3 separate regions of the Gossypium hirsutum genome follow, and all the other regions are linked to region 2. A link is a contact called in public Hi-C data. All regions are on one chromosome and are shown on one strand. Each heading gives the region's core, a stretch centred on a gene start, on an enhancer-like site or on the middle of the called end of the contact. The rest is flanking DNA. Distances are from core to core; before and after follow the strand shown. Region 1 holds the start of LOC107914817 (succinate dehydrogenase subunit 3-1, mitochondrial). Region 2 holds the start of LOC107914808 (O-fucosyltransferase 1). Region 3 holds the start of LOC107914813 (ER lumen protein-retaining receptor).

Region 1 (5,009 bases), core at 84-2,583, 240 kb before region 2:
CCTATCACAGTTCACAATCACTTTCTGAAAGAGTTCACACATTCAAAGCTTGGTGTTTGTTAACTATGGAGGATGCAGAATCAGATAAGCACAGTTTAAACTCCTAATGAAAGCTCATACGATTGAAAGGGGAACGGTTAATGGTTACAGCTCTCCCAATCAAAGATTTAGCAGAATCCATCGAATTAAACCACTAATTCAACACAGATCACTATATTGACAAGTTCAAAGATGCTTTTTGGCATTAACAAGGTTTTCTTTTTACTCATCACCAAGGTTCAATTTATTCCAAAAAAAAAAAACCATTAACACATTCTTTATTTTGCCAAACAAAGTCTTACCTCAACCCAGAATGGCCCAGACCAAACAAGAACTTACCAAGCCAGCAAATCAGTCGATTTGAAGCTGAATCACATCCTTTCCTCCTCACCGTTCTTCACCTCAGCTTTCCCGAAAAGTCCGCCAATAAATGACGAACCCCATAACACAGATGATAGGAAACGGCCAATGCAGCAATTGAGACGGTAACTGGGGCAAGCTTTGCTGAATAAAAGAAGAATTGGTAGAAATTCGAATAGGTGAAGCAAATTGAACCCATTTTCAGAGAAAGAAGATAAGAGAACAAAAGTGCAGTAGTTAGGAAAACCCCGGAGATCCTATTGGTAATTGAAAGAGTCGCAGAAAGTTGTGGCTTATAAATAGGAAGATGAGGAGATAACGGGCGAAGGTTTGATTCTTTGGCCTCGCTCCCAAGCCCTGGAATGTCACGGGATGTGGAGAGAAATCGATTCCCCTTGACTTGATCCATCATGTTCAGGCTCCTTGTTGGAGACAAAGGATCAAACATATCTGCAGGAATTTTTTTCTTGAGGGGGCAAAATGACTGAATCATAATTTTATAATTTCTGTAAGAACTAAAGTGAAAATTTACCTTTTTTGGCCCCCTGGCGCCGCCCCTGCAGATCTGCAGCATAGAAACCGGAAGGGCCAAAATCAGCATCAATTTTAGATAATCAAAAATTAAAAAGAAGCGAAAGAAGTCGAAATGAAAAACAGATGAGTGGACAAGTACCTGGGAAGAAACCGTCAGCACGACGGCGATCATCGTGGTCATCAGGCGTGGCGGCGTTGGTGTTAAAGAGTCTGGAGATGGATGGAACGATGGCGACGCGTAAGGAGCTAGGGAGGATGTTGGATGAGACGAGCCTCTTAAGAGCTAGAGAAGAAGCCATTGCTAAATAGAAGAGTCTCAAAATTGCTTAGCCTGCAAAAAAGAAACATGGAGTGAAACGGTGGGGTTATATAAGGGAAGGAGGAAGCTGCTCTGCAAGAAAACGTAAATAGATGTTATTGGGCTTAGGCCTATTTAGGTTCGGTTTTAGGGTTTGAGCCCATTTGGATTCGGCTTTGACATGATATACAAATTTTGGATCAATTATGTGGCAATCTAACAACTCCATAATTTATTTCAAATATTCATCATATCATTTCCTAAAGTAACCTTTGGAAATCTATGTACCTATAACTTTAGAAACCAATTATGTAGTGGTTATTCACCTCCTTCTTTAACTATCCATTCCTGCGAATAGAGCATATTTTATGATTAATCATTTATCTTTTTAGAGAATACCTAACATCTAAATGTAGTCATTATTTGTTGTTACTTTGTAGATCACTGAACTATTCACAAATTTTCATTTAAGTCATTGGGCTATTAAAATCGATTCTATATGGCTTTCTCTATTCGCACTATCGGTACCAATCGAAAGCTCTTTTTTCCTTTCTTTTCTATCGTTGAGTGTTTTTTCATAAAACAACTTTGAACTTCATAAATCTGCAAACCAAAATTCAAACAGTTTTTTCTTTGATCTCCTACACTGATCGCTAGATAGATTTTGATCTAAGTTATGTTCTTCTACTCGTCGATGGGTACAGATCCACCCTCTCGATCTTCGAATCATCGCTTGGAGCTTTATGGCAGAACTTTAAAAAAAAAACTTAATAGTCTAGTGACTTAAATAAAATATTTTTAATAGTTTAGTGACTTAAATGAAAACTTTCAAATAGTTTAGTGATCAAATTATAACCTTTTTTTAATTAAATAACCAAAACAAAAACTTTCTTATAACTAATGATATAATTTACCCTATTTTTTTCTCAGCAAATTTTTTACTTAAGTTTAAAGAGTTTATGGAAATGTAAATATATAGGAAAATGGCAACTCATCCATCTTCTTCATATTTGATTCATTAATCTATACACCAATTGTATGATTATTTATATATTTTATAAAATGGTTGATTAATGTGGAGTATGCCTCGTATTTCAACATAAATAGTGTGTGACGTCGCAACGAAGAGGAGTTCTTCGCTCCGATGACGTGACCATACTTCATCACGATGAAAAGAAAGCCATGTCGCAACGTGGCGACATGTTTCTCAATTTTCTCAGCTTTACTTCTTTCAGTTAAATATTGTTTTAGTTTTCCACTTAAACGCTGATTAGTGTAGATTATTTTAATACTATTAGCTTTTACAAGCTTTCAGAGAATTTTGTGTTTAAGTTTCAAGTGTTCTTTTTTTCGAGTTTCAGAGTTTAGTTTTTATCTCTATCTATGTACTCTTCGTTCTTGCCGATTTAGTAAATTTATCTTTGCCTATGATTTTTTATTCACGTAAAATATTTATATTGGATCTCTTCAATTTATTAATTAATTTAATTATTCTTCGTTGCTTACTCGAATTTATCCCGACAATTAAACTTATCATATTTTATCAACTAAAAACATAACAGTTGGATTTGGATTTTCAGGTCATTTTCCAAAATCAATTTAGTGCAATGGAATCAACCAGATTTGACGGCTTCAACATCCTCGAACAGAATCTAAAATGTCAATTTAGTTCCTTTTATCTTTTATTTTAAATGTAACAATGGGAAATTTGGCCCTTTTTAAAAAATTTAAAATTTAATTTAAATAATTTTAATACAAATATTTTTAACTTTATCCTCTTTTTTAGTTTTATCTCGCCCCAATCACATAACTTTTAGCTTCGCCCCAGGGAACCCCTGATTCAATGTCGCTTGCACACGAAACTTAGTCATACAAACAGACTCCGTTGAATATCTATGTTGATAGGACTCTTCATATTTGATTGAAGTTCCTGCCTTTAATGTCTATATTCAACACATATCCAAATATAGATTTGACAATATCAACCCTCCGAATACTTGAAAGAACTACTTCCAAGCAGAGGTGATTATGGGTCGGGCCGGGCCGGGCTTTAAAAAAATTTTAGCCTATGTTCTAGGCCCGGGCTTGGCCAGGCCCGAAATATGGACCTGAAATTTTATTCAAGCCCGGCTCGGGAAAAAATTTCTAAACCCGAGCCTAACCCGGCCCGGCCCATTTTTAATAAAAATTAAAAATTTATTTTAAAAATAAAAAAAATATTTTAAAATTAAAAAAATAAAAAATATATATTTATTATATATGTGGGCCGGGCCTGAGCCAAAAAAGTGGTGCTTGAGGCCCGGCCTATTTTCTAAACGGGCCTCATTTTTTGCCCAAACCCATATTTCGAGCCTATATTTTTACCCGAATCCTCCCATATTTTGGACGGGCCATTGGGCCGGGCCGCCCGGCCATGAGCACCTATACTTCCAAGGAAGAAACATTAATAAAGCTTTGAACAATAGTTTCAACAATGACAGTCTTTTACTAGGTAACCTCCATAAGTGTGATTGCATACAACACTCAGCTGCGAATAAGTTTTGCTATAATTGGAGGCTTCATTTACATCACCAGGTGCTTACTTGTCAAATTTTTTATATGTTTCCTTGACATTATTATTATTATTATTATTATTATTAGTGGTGGTGGTGGTGGTGATGTTATCTCAGCTTCCATTGTAAATTTGTAATGTAGTGTTACCCTATTTGCAGTTGGACGTTAACAAAGTCTTTACAGGGAATCAATGAAACTCATAATGATCATAGGAAGACTGTACTCCTATGATGTACAAGCAAAACATAGAGGGCCGATCCTCATAGGCCACCAGTCCGCGAATAATGATAAAACCAGATAATAAAATATCTCTCTAAGTTATGTCAATTCGAGAAAATGTGAAATCGAATAATAAAAGTGGTCGATAATGATTTTACATGTAATATTATTATTGAAATAATGAAATAAAAGAAAGATCTTGAATAAATCTATTGAGAAATATAGATATGGAATAAATTGATCAAAATAGAAAGACACAACTCAAGTATAATTAAATTCGTGGAGTTTTTAGACCAGTAGTCTAAATATCTAAAGGTATAAAGCCAATGAGGGTGCAATTGAAGTAGTTTTGCAAAAGCGGAATAAAAATATGAAGTTTTTCACCAAGTCTTGACATTAATTATGAAAAGATATAATATACTTTTGTGGTAGGTGCAATAACATTTAGCTATATTATTAAATTGACAATTCATAAAAAATTTAACTTGCGTCTAATGGTTATTGTTACAACCTTTTATAAATCACTATATAGTAAAGTTTATATTAAAATCCTTGAAGGACTTAGAATGCTAGAAGCATATTGAAATTCTCGAGAAATTGGACATTTATATGAATTGAAATAATTTGAACATATGAGGTAAATTTGACTTAATGAAATAATAGTTGAAGGAGGATTATAAAATGATCCAAAATACCTAGTTGTGTTTTTATAAAAGAATCATGATTAAAGTTTTTTATAATTATTGTTGAATCTTCTGAAGAAATCAAAATATATTTTCCCAAATTTTCCTCACTCATGACTTTTAAAAGAATGATAATATAAATGCTTGGCAAATACATTCAAATAGTCATTTGAAAAACTAGTATTTAAGATTGAATACGTAGAATATGAGAAAATATGTGATGTTTTCATGAGAGGGAGTAAATACGTGTTGCACTCTTTTTCCCTTAATCGAGGTTGTCCTATTGGGTTTTCCTGGTAAGGTTTTTAATGAGGCAGCATATT
Region 2 (4,752 bases), core at 872-3,371:
TCTGAGTAACTTCCCTTAAGTTGCAGGTAACTTGAACCATAATAAATTGAAATGAAGATGACTCAAATTGACCAATCAAATTAACACAAATTTGCCGTAATCATAGCAAGTTCAATTAGAAGAGTAGCAGAGAGAGGAAGCCACCTATTCCCCAGTGAACAAATTAGAAAAGATAAAGCCATGCAGCAAGAGAACACATTAATCTTCACAAATGCAGATGAAAATATTGCAAACAATCATAAATTTTAATAATCTTCTGTTAGCCTCTCTAAGATGCCAAATCCAAGAAATCAGAATTTCACTTCCTATGGCTTCCAAAAAGGAAAATGCCAATAATTGCCAAGCCATTAAGTTTTTGCACTGTCTAAATAAATGTTTAAATTCTATCTGAAAATTTTCCATCTAAAATCTGTGTCCCTACTCATCACGTACACTGCTTCTGTTATAGAAGTACCCAGTTAATTTCAAATAAATTGAAAAAAAAGGGGGGATGGAAATGACGAGACAAGATTACCTTTCATCATGCCAAAAGGAGTTTGCATCCAGCTCAGGCAGTACAAGTATGGCATTCATAATTCGTGCAGCAAGAACTGCATTACAGATCTAGAACACCAAAAGAAGCAAAATTAATATTTTATTTAAAATTTATAAACCACAGAAGCAATATCAACACAATCTTACTCTATTTTAAACTTTTAAGCCTTTTTACACTAAGAATCTAAAACAAAACATAACCATAAAAACTCAAGCTGGCTTGCACCTATTTGATTTCCATGGAAAAACAGAGTATGATAGAGTAGAATTTACAGCAAAAAGGTTAACACAAACCGCGCTGCGTTGTTGGTTCAGACCGCCATTGCAACGGACTCGAAGATAACCATTAGTTTCCCTTGGAGGAGCTGCCAGAATATAGCAATAAGAATTCTAAGGAACTTACATTTTTACATAAAATCAATTCAAACATAATTTTTTTTCTTTGGGAAAGTTATGAGTAGTTACAGGGCCAATCAGATCGTGGAGCAGATGAAGGCCTCCATCCACTAGACTTGGCACTTTCCCAAAGTTCTTCTGCATTGATCTGAATAAACATTTCAGAAAAAAGAATGATCAAAGGTTAGAGTGATTGACAATGATGACCAGCCACTAAAAGTGGAAAAGGGCGAGAATAAATCCTATTCACTGGTTTAGCTCCCACAGGTATATAGTACGAAATAATACAACAACCAGTCTCAAGCATCTGACTACAGAGGAACTGTTTTATTACGATTATCTCAAACCATTACCTATAAAGATAACAAAAACCTATCAACAAATATTGTTAAAGGAAGCGGAATCATGCATAAAAACACCTAAAGTCTCTGATAACTAGCTAATGATCCTCTTGGACTTAATCCGCATGATCCTAGCAAATTAGCATAAAACCAAACCAATGCAATAAATAAAACATTTCCACTTTGATGATTTTTCATGCAAGTAAATAGGTCAATTTATGAGGTACATTACAAACGCCAAATAAAGTACAGACCAAATGAGATGGTTTGCAGACGCATCAAACAAGAGATTCCCCTAAGGCTTCTATTGAGCGTGAGCATTACTATAGACTAACTCAGACAACAAACTAATAACATTTATGCCTTATTAAGTTTCAACAATCTGATAACAGAAGCAATCCGCAAATTCGCTTAATACTGAAAATTTAATCACGAAGCCAGGGATCAAAATCAAGACGATCAGATCCTAACTCTTTACAAGAACCACTAACCTCGGAAGGCTCTAGAGATCCGCGATTTCCGCCAATTGTAGCCGAAAACAAAAGCGAGAGCGTGCAGATCAAAAGCACCACAACGGCAATCGTTAGTTTGGTGTAAATTCCCTTTGCTCCTCCTCCTCCTCCTCCAGCTCCTTGCTTCCCATGCTGCCTATGCAGCCCCGACCTAAGCAACAAAATAGAAAGAAGAAGTTAAAAAATGGCAGTCTGGTTCAACGGAAAACCGAAAATTTTAACGGAAAAACGAATTAACTAGTTAGTTTGTAAACCTCCGCATAATTACGAAAGACAAAAAAAGCAATGTATTATTCCCAGATCTGATGTTTTTACAAATTTCCTTCTTTCTGGTTGTCGGTTTTACTTGGCGCGCTGTAAAACCTTGAAATTAGTCAATGTAATGGTTAAAATATGCTATAGCTCCCTGTCCTCTTTGTACATTTGTAATTTAGTCTTACTACTTTTATTTTAACTAATTTTATCCTTCTACTTTTTGGATCTAAAAGTACAAGTTCAATTATTAAAATTATCCTATTAAATTCAGACTTATTACAACGTTCTTTTTTGGTTATATGACTATCAAGTGAGTATTTTTTATTTTAAAATATCAAATCAACGAATTTAATAGAAGAATTTTAACGGTGTTAACAATTAAATCTATAAAAAAAAGTAAAGAACTAAACTCTTATAAATAAAAGTAAAAGGACTATATTTCAAATATACAAAGAGTACAAAGACTTAATACATATTTTAACTCAAAATAGATAAATAAATAAGAAATAAAGCATCCTTTAGCCCATGAACTTGTCAATTTTTCCTAACTTAGTTCCTTAATTTTGTTTTTTCACGTTAATCTTGAAGCTTGACAAAATTGGAAAAAATTTTCAAGTTCAAAGAATAAATGGTGCCTTCTCCCAAAAAATTAAAAATAAAAAAAAAGTTGAATTCTAAATTTCATCTCTCTATGTTAAGAAAGTTGAGAAATTAATCATTATCCTTTAATTTGTCAAAATTTAATCTGTATTTTATGAAAACTGAGAAATTAATCTAAATACATAAATTTGAAGAGTTTAATTTTGCCATTCAAATTGCAAAACTATTACTAACTCTTTACAAATAAAATTAATGAACAGTTAAATTTCAAGTCATCCATCTATCATGATATTATCTAGTTTGATCAACTTCTTAATTTTTGTAAAACCAAATTCCGACAAATTAAAACAGAGGAATAATTTCAAAGTTTCTGTAAAAAAAGTATGAAATTAGAATTAAACCTTAAAAAATTAGAAAATAATAATAATGAGTGAAAACTGGGGTGTAATTTGGAGAAGGGAAATGAACGATGGGATTAGGCGGTTGTGTTGGGTAATTGGAACTGTTTCTTGGACTGGGCCTCCATTAATGGCAGAGTAGCCCATGCCCAACACAAACAAAACCCTCCTCTTTCTCCACCAGCAGCGGAGTAGCTTCGAAGAACACAGCAATGGCGAACTCTTTCAGGACCCTCTCCAAAACCCTCACCCGCTCATTCTCCACCAAATCATCCCACCACAACCACCACCAGAAAACCCACAAATATTTAGATCCCAACTCCTTCTTGGGCAGCTGGAAGACCCCCAACGACCCCAAAGAGGCCGAGAAGAAACTCGCCCTGTTGCGACGAGACTACGCCAAGCAAGTAAAAAATGTACGCAAGGAGTACATCCACGAGATGGAGTTGTTGCGTCTTGAGAAGCTCAGAAAAGAAGAGGCTAGGAAAGAGGCTATACGAGTTGCTAATGAGGAGCGTAAAAGGCTTAAGGCTGAGGCTGCTAAGGTTAGAGCTCAAGAGCGTATGGTTGCTGAAGAAGAGTTTCGACAAACCCTGGTAATCTTTTACCTCTCATACTTTGTTTCTTGAATTTTATGATGATTTTCAGTTATAAAATTAAGAAAATTGGAAATTGGGATTTGTAGGTTTGTTTAAGTGAAACACCAAATTCAAAACCCTAATTTCCTTTGCCTATCTTTCGATTATGTTAGTTTATATATAAAATAAAGTTAATGTTCAGTTAAGAAATTAAATTTTATTGTTACCTTTATTCGTTAGTTTTAAGTTGAGTAGGAGAATCTCCCAAGCCTATCCTTTTGTTCCATTGAATCGACGAACTAAATTATACTGGCATTTACACTTTGACTGTATGGATATCCTATATCATAATAGTTGTTATTCCCTTGAATGCCTTGGTGGATATGGTTGATTCTCATTCTACCATGGCTAGGTGATATGGTAATTACGGTTGATCTCGGTCAACATGATGATGTTTGAGGATAATACTTCTGCTTACTACTAACATTATTGAGTTTGAAGTTGAGCATGGGAATTGAGCCGATCTCAAGCAGCTTGATTTTTTTTTAATCTTATTGATTTTTGTATCAAGCTCAAGTTTCTTTCAGGCTTGAGCTCAACTCGGCCTGGTTAAGCCCCTAGCCTTACCTTATGTCTATGGCCTTATTTCTACTTCTCAATTTGAAAATGAAGTTACTTGATCCTTCAATTCTTGGTCTTTATCATATGGTCAAGGTTCTATTTCCATGAATGCAGTTGAAAGAAAGAGCAGAAAAGCTTGAAAATTGGAGAATGAAACGAACGCTACATGAGAATAAGAAGAAAGAGGCGAAAGATCTAGTGCGTAGAAGAAGTTCCATGTGGATTGAAGAACAGGAATTGGAGAGTAAGATCTTTAGTGCCATTGTTTTTTAACTGGTTTTTCCTTTAAATTCGAAGAACATAAAATAAGGATTTTATGTGAATCTAGTGACTAATGGAAATGTTTGTGTACTGTTTGTTTTTCTCTGTTAAAACCCTGCATCAATGTGGTTTGTTGGTAATAGCTTCATTGAAGATTTATAGCAAGTTTTGGACTATTATTCAAGCATGCATATATGTACTTTATTGGCTGAATGCTATTCAACTGTTCAAGTGAATCAGCTTGTCTCTCACTTTT
Region 3 (4,883 bases), core at 2,084-4,583, 200 kb before region 2:
TCAGATGACTTATTAAGACAATACATGTATATATGTACGTGCAAAACCAAAGGCAATATGAAAATCATCCAAGGGACTCATTCTGACTATGGTGTTCAAGTTTAAGGTATCTTGAGTCAACATGTACCATGGTCGTGAAAAGGAAAGAAACCGAAGGTGGTTTGGTTAAGGGTACATCAGAAATCATATTATAAAAACTCAGATAAATGTCGAGTGAAAAAGTAGTTACATGCTAGTTATCCCCCATCCAGCCATCCCCCAGTTTTGTTTTAAAGAACAGCAGATACAAGGATTAAAGACAAAATGAATATGAATCTCGAGATCTATCATTGCTCCTAATATTTCATGGAATACATATTCTCTTGCCAACCTCATCTATTCTAACCCCAACACTATGTATTTTACTAATCTTTTTCTCCAATAACTTAATGGAGGCTATGGTTAAGATCATAGCCATTTTAGTTTAATGAATTCCATGAAATGTCACTTTTGTAATATGTTGAACAAGCTGCTTTCTTGAACTTTTCTTTACTTCCATCGTTGCTTACAACATGAGTTGGTCAAAATCAAATAAGGGAGATCCTCACTTCTGGTTTGCCTTAACAACTTAATGCAACTGCTAGAAATCTTATAATGGATGATTTGAGCTTGTCTAATCTCTTAACTTCTGGTAATAGTGGATATAGAATAAGAGCAAAATTCAGGCATGAAACAGATGATTCACAAGAACATCAGTTGTACTGGAAAAATATCAAGGTGTAATTAACTACGTTTCAAAACAAAATCTTCTATCCGAAATAAAATCATATCAGCTTTTACTCAAAAAAGAAAATCAGCAGCAACCAATAGAGAATAAGATGACAACTCAATTTAGAGACTTTCTCGTGCTTTTTTTCCCCCACCAAACTAAGGATGCTTGGTAAAGTGGAATGAAAATTGGAAATATGAAAAATTTGAGGGGGGATAAAAAAATTATTTTTTCTTTCCATTGGTGTACAAGGTATGAAAGATTGAAAAATGGAAAAAAAATTTCTTTACATCCATTGCATGGTAGAGTTGAAAAATTGGAGGAAAGAAAAAGAAAGTTTTAAGAAAAATGCATAATCTTGTGAAATGCACACTTAACTTGCACCGTTTTCATTTCCTCTCCGCTTATCATTCCAATTTGCAATGATTAGTTTTTATGCATTAGGATGGCCATATTCCTTATTTTCTTTTTACCAAGCACGCTCAAAATTTATTTATTTTTCCACTCTCCTCTTTTCATCCTTCCACTTTTCCACTCAACTAAGCATATCCTAATACAAAATGAAGCAACACTATATGCAAATGAAAGCACAGAAGTAAGCGTCCTTCAAGGCAATGTAATAAAAGCATGACAAACTTGAAATTGAATAGGATTTATAGAGCGGAGTTTACCCAAGGAGCAACACATATTGTCCCGTCAAGTTGTCAATATTTCTAGTCCTTTGCAACAATACAAGCTGAGGAAGTATGGCTACTGCTTCCAAGTATAAGGAAAATGCCCACATGACCTGCTCAACCAATATTTAGAGACAAATACTAGTCTGAAAAATAATAGAGCCTGATAATCTCTCAACAAATAATTAGTATAAACACAATGTAATATAGCTACTAAGTTGACCGGAATAAATTTAGCACAAGAACCTGATTGTAATAGGAAGAAAGATTTCAATACCTCCAAAAAGGTGAACTTCTCATTTATAAGAAGGGCAAGCAATAGGCAAGGCAACATAAGGAGATAATGGCGAAATGTATCCTGGTCCTTATCATAAGATCTACGAACCACCTTGTGATGTCGCATGTACCATACAATTGAGATAGAACTCCCCAGGAATATTAGCTTCATGATTGTGTTGTAGAGAGAAATGTAAGTAGTGAATAAATCCAAGTAACGAGTAGTGAAGACAATAGCATAAAGTTCCTGAGTCTTCAAGGAAATGCCTGCACAAATATAAGAAATCGCATCAAGGATAAAAGATCCAAAGCCATCGAAATCTAACTTCTTATAGTGACAACCTTGACTTCCAAAGAGTAAATGGCTATAGCCACCCATGAATACTTCTGTCATCCTATCCCATAGTTACATTTAAAAGGAAAGAAGAAAAGAAAAAGAAAACTTCCCCACAAGCCAATCAAGAAAGTCTAAAGTTAGGTAGCATTGACCCCAAATCAACTCCTCATAACAAGAGAAAAAAACCAAAAACTACCTCAGCTACAGCTATAGTTTTAGGCCTTATCATATATGGTTTATCTAGTTTGTCAAGAAATCTGAGGCCAGCAAGAATAAAAAACCGCAAACCTACAGTATAATTCTACATGATCTAATCTGCCTTTTGATTTCCATAAAATCTCCTAGCCAGAAGAATACTAGTACTGTAAACTTCAAATCCCTACATATTTCTAGCGACAGATAGAAGGAAAACAAGCAAAAATAAGATGCCATCTTAGGAAGTCCAAGTTAACAAACCATGAACCCTTCCAAATCTACCTAATACAAACTCCTTGGACCTCTATCTAAATATTTTCATTAAATCCCAACAACTAGCAAAAGATTCCAATGGTGGAGTGACAAATTACTTGTATTCAAGTCTTCAGTTCACGACAGTTTCCAAGTTTGGTTTAATTTAAAACTAAAGTACTACATGATCATATATCCTTGCTTCTAAAACTTCAGATACACAATTTATATACATTCAAATGATTAAAAGCCCATTCAGAAAAATACAAGAATTCCTTTCCGACTAACAGGAAAAAAAAATGTCACATTTTCATTAAGCTACACATCCACGATTCACAAGATTCCAATTTGGATATTGGATGCCATATACAACAACTAAAACAAGACAACTAATTAACAAAACCCCACATTCAATATAACCTTGAAATTCCATTTTTGTAATCTTAAAGCGGTAAAATTTTCAAAAATACAAAATAAAATGCAGTGAAATGTAATGAACCCAGAAAAAAATAAAGTAAATATTTGAAAACTGGACGTACCAGCACAAGATTTGATGGTATGGATCTTGAGAAGCAAAACAAGAACACTAAATAAGTGGGTCATGTCCCCTGCTAATCTGAATATGTTCATTTTCTCTGTTCTTTCTTCTCAAAAGTTTCTTAAATTCAAAAAAATTGAAAAAGAATGTAGGATGATGGTTTTTGTTTTTTGTTTTTTTTCTTCTGTCAGGGTAAGGTTCTTCCTGAGACGAAAATTTTAGTAGATCTGCGATAGAAACATCTAATTTCTTAAGTTTTGTTTGTTTTCAGGGAATAATTTATTGCTTTGGCTTCCGAGAACACAGGAGAGAAAAATATGAGTTATCCCACCAAACAAATTTTAAATTAGTTCCTACACTTTAAAACATTTTTAATACATCTTTAAATTATATATATTATATCAATCAGATCCTTTAATTATTAAAACTGTTATTTTAACCATTAAATGACATATAAATTTTTTCATATGACATAAGAGTATATCACAAAAGATCTTACTAAATTAACAATTTCAATAATGGAAGAACTCAATTGATGGATAGTTTAAAGATGTATTTAGAATGTTCTAAAGTTTGGGGATCAATTTTAAAAGAAGGTCAGAGTTTGAGGATTTTGGTGCAATTAACTCATAAAATAAATATTAGGGAAAACAAAACATATCTACTAGATGGGCTGGGTTTCATTTTCAGTTTGTATGCGTAAGGAAATTCCAGGGATAGTTCCTAGATTTGAAGCTTTTGGGCCTCCACACACTCAAAATGACTTGGATTTACTTGCAGAGACTCAAGGGTGATGCTATAATTTGCTTAAAACAGTTTCTTGTTTTAGTAAAATTCAATTTCCAGCAAAGTTTAAACATTTTTTTTAACAATTTCATTATAGCTTCTAATTATATCTACTTTAGAATTACCCACAACTTCTTTCTAACCCATAAATAAGAAGATAATGTTTCAGAATAAAATAGAATTGTTGATAAAAACTATTAGGGTAAATTGCCAAAATACTCACTTTCGTTTATCTTAGATTACATTTTAGTCACTTATGTTTGAAATGTTACGATTTAGTCACTTACGTTATCGTGTTGTAACATTTTAGTCACTAAGCGTTAATTGTCATTAACGGTGCAACAAAAAGCTAACGTGACACATTAAATGAGAAGTTATACAATTGGTCCCAATATTTTTTTTCATTTTGAGCAATTTAATTTCCTCTTTTATGTTCTTTGAACCTTCTTTTTTTTCTTTATTTTTCATTCTCTTCTCGTTCTCCTTCTATTTTTCTCCCTTCTTTATTTCTTTTAACGTAATTTTTCTATGTTTTCCATTTGTCAAAACTAGTCTCTATACTTTTATTTTTTTGAACAATTTAATCTTTATTCTTTTTAATTCTTTATTTTCCTTTTCTTCTTCCCCTTTATTTTTCTCTCTTCTTATATTCTTTACTACAGAAACATAATCTTTGCCCACCAAATAAACCAAGTCCTTATTTCTTTCACATGATTCCTAAATTGAATTTCACTAAAAATCGATTATCAATCATTCTTAATCAAATCTCAATTTGAATATAACGTAATATTGAAACTAAAATTGGATCTAACTAATCAATATAAAAAACCATATCCTTAATCAAATCTAAACATAAATTGAATTCTTTACATTCAAAACAATTTTTTTTCTATTTCCAAATTTTTACAAAATCTTGTAGATTATTCATTTTCTTTTCCGACGAATAAAATTAAGCATACGATAAAATTGATCAAAATCTTCTTGGATATTCCCAAGCAAGCTTGATTGGAAGTAGAGCATGGATGAACTGAACAGAGAAATGGTGCATGGAACCAAACTGGTTTGGGTAAAGTTGAG

The links. Hi-C and Micro-C count contacts between places; a contact is called where the count stands out from the background.
Region 1: a contact with region 2 is called in a Hi-C map of leaf, with 2.9 times the contacts expected there. The contact joins the promoter of LOC107914817 here to the promoter of LOC107914808 in region 2. A contact is called at or near these places in 10 of 34 Hi-C or Micro-C datasets (callus, hypocotyl, leaf and 2 more).
Region 3: a contact with region 2 is called in a Hi-C map of leaf, with 2.8 times the contacts expected there. The contact joins the promoter of LOC107914813 here to the promoter of LOC107914808 in region 2. A contact is called at or near these places in 10 of 34 Hi-C or Micro-C datasets (callus, hypocotyl, leaf and 1 more).

Annotation. Positions count from the first base shown.
Region 1 is chrD10:28,342,145-28,347,153 of Gossypium_hirsutum_v2.1, reverse strand. LOC107914817 (succinate dehydrogenase subunit 3-1, mitochondrial) reads right to left here and starts at 1,333. Exons shown (of 3, transcript XM_016843852.2): 1 at 1,073-1,333; 2 at 932-964; 3 at 186-849. The coding sequence starts at 1,232. The coding sequence ends at 437.
Region 2 is chrD10:28,098,199-28,102,950 of Gossypium_hirsutum_v2.1, reverse strand. LOC107914808 (O-fucosyltransferase 1) reads right to left here and starts at 2,121. Exons shown (of 10, transcript XM_016843839.2): 1 at 2,038-2,121; 2 at 1,763-1,934; 3 at 1,000-1,078; 4 at 829-899; 5 at 515-603. The coding sequence starts at 2,045. It overlaps LOC107914807 (protein maph-9), which reads left to right and starts at 3,095. Exons shown (of 2, transcript XM_016843838.2): 1 at 3,095-3,632; 2 at 4,350-4,732. The coding sequence starts at 3,249. The coding sequence ends at 4,508.
Region 3 is chrD10:28,299,855-28,304,737 of Gossypium_hirsutum_v2.1, reverse strand. LOC107914813 (ER lumen protein-retaining receptor) reads right to left here and starts at 3,333. Exons shown (of 6, transcript XM_016843849.2): 1 at 3,022-3,333; 2 at 1,700-1,965; 3 at 1,420-1,535. The coding sequence starts at 3,112.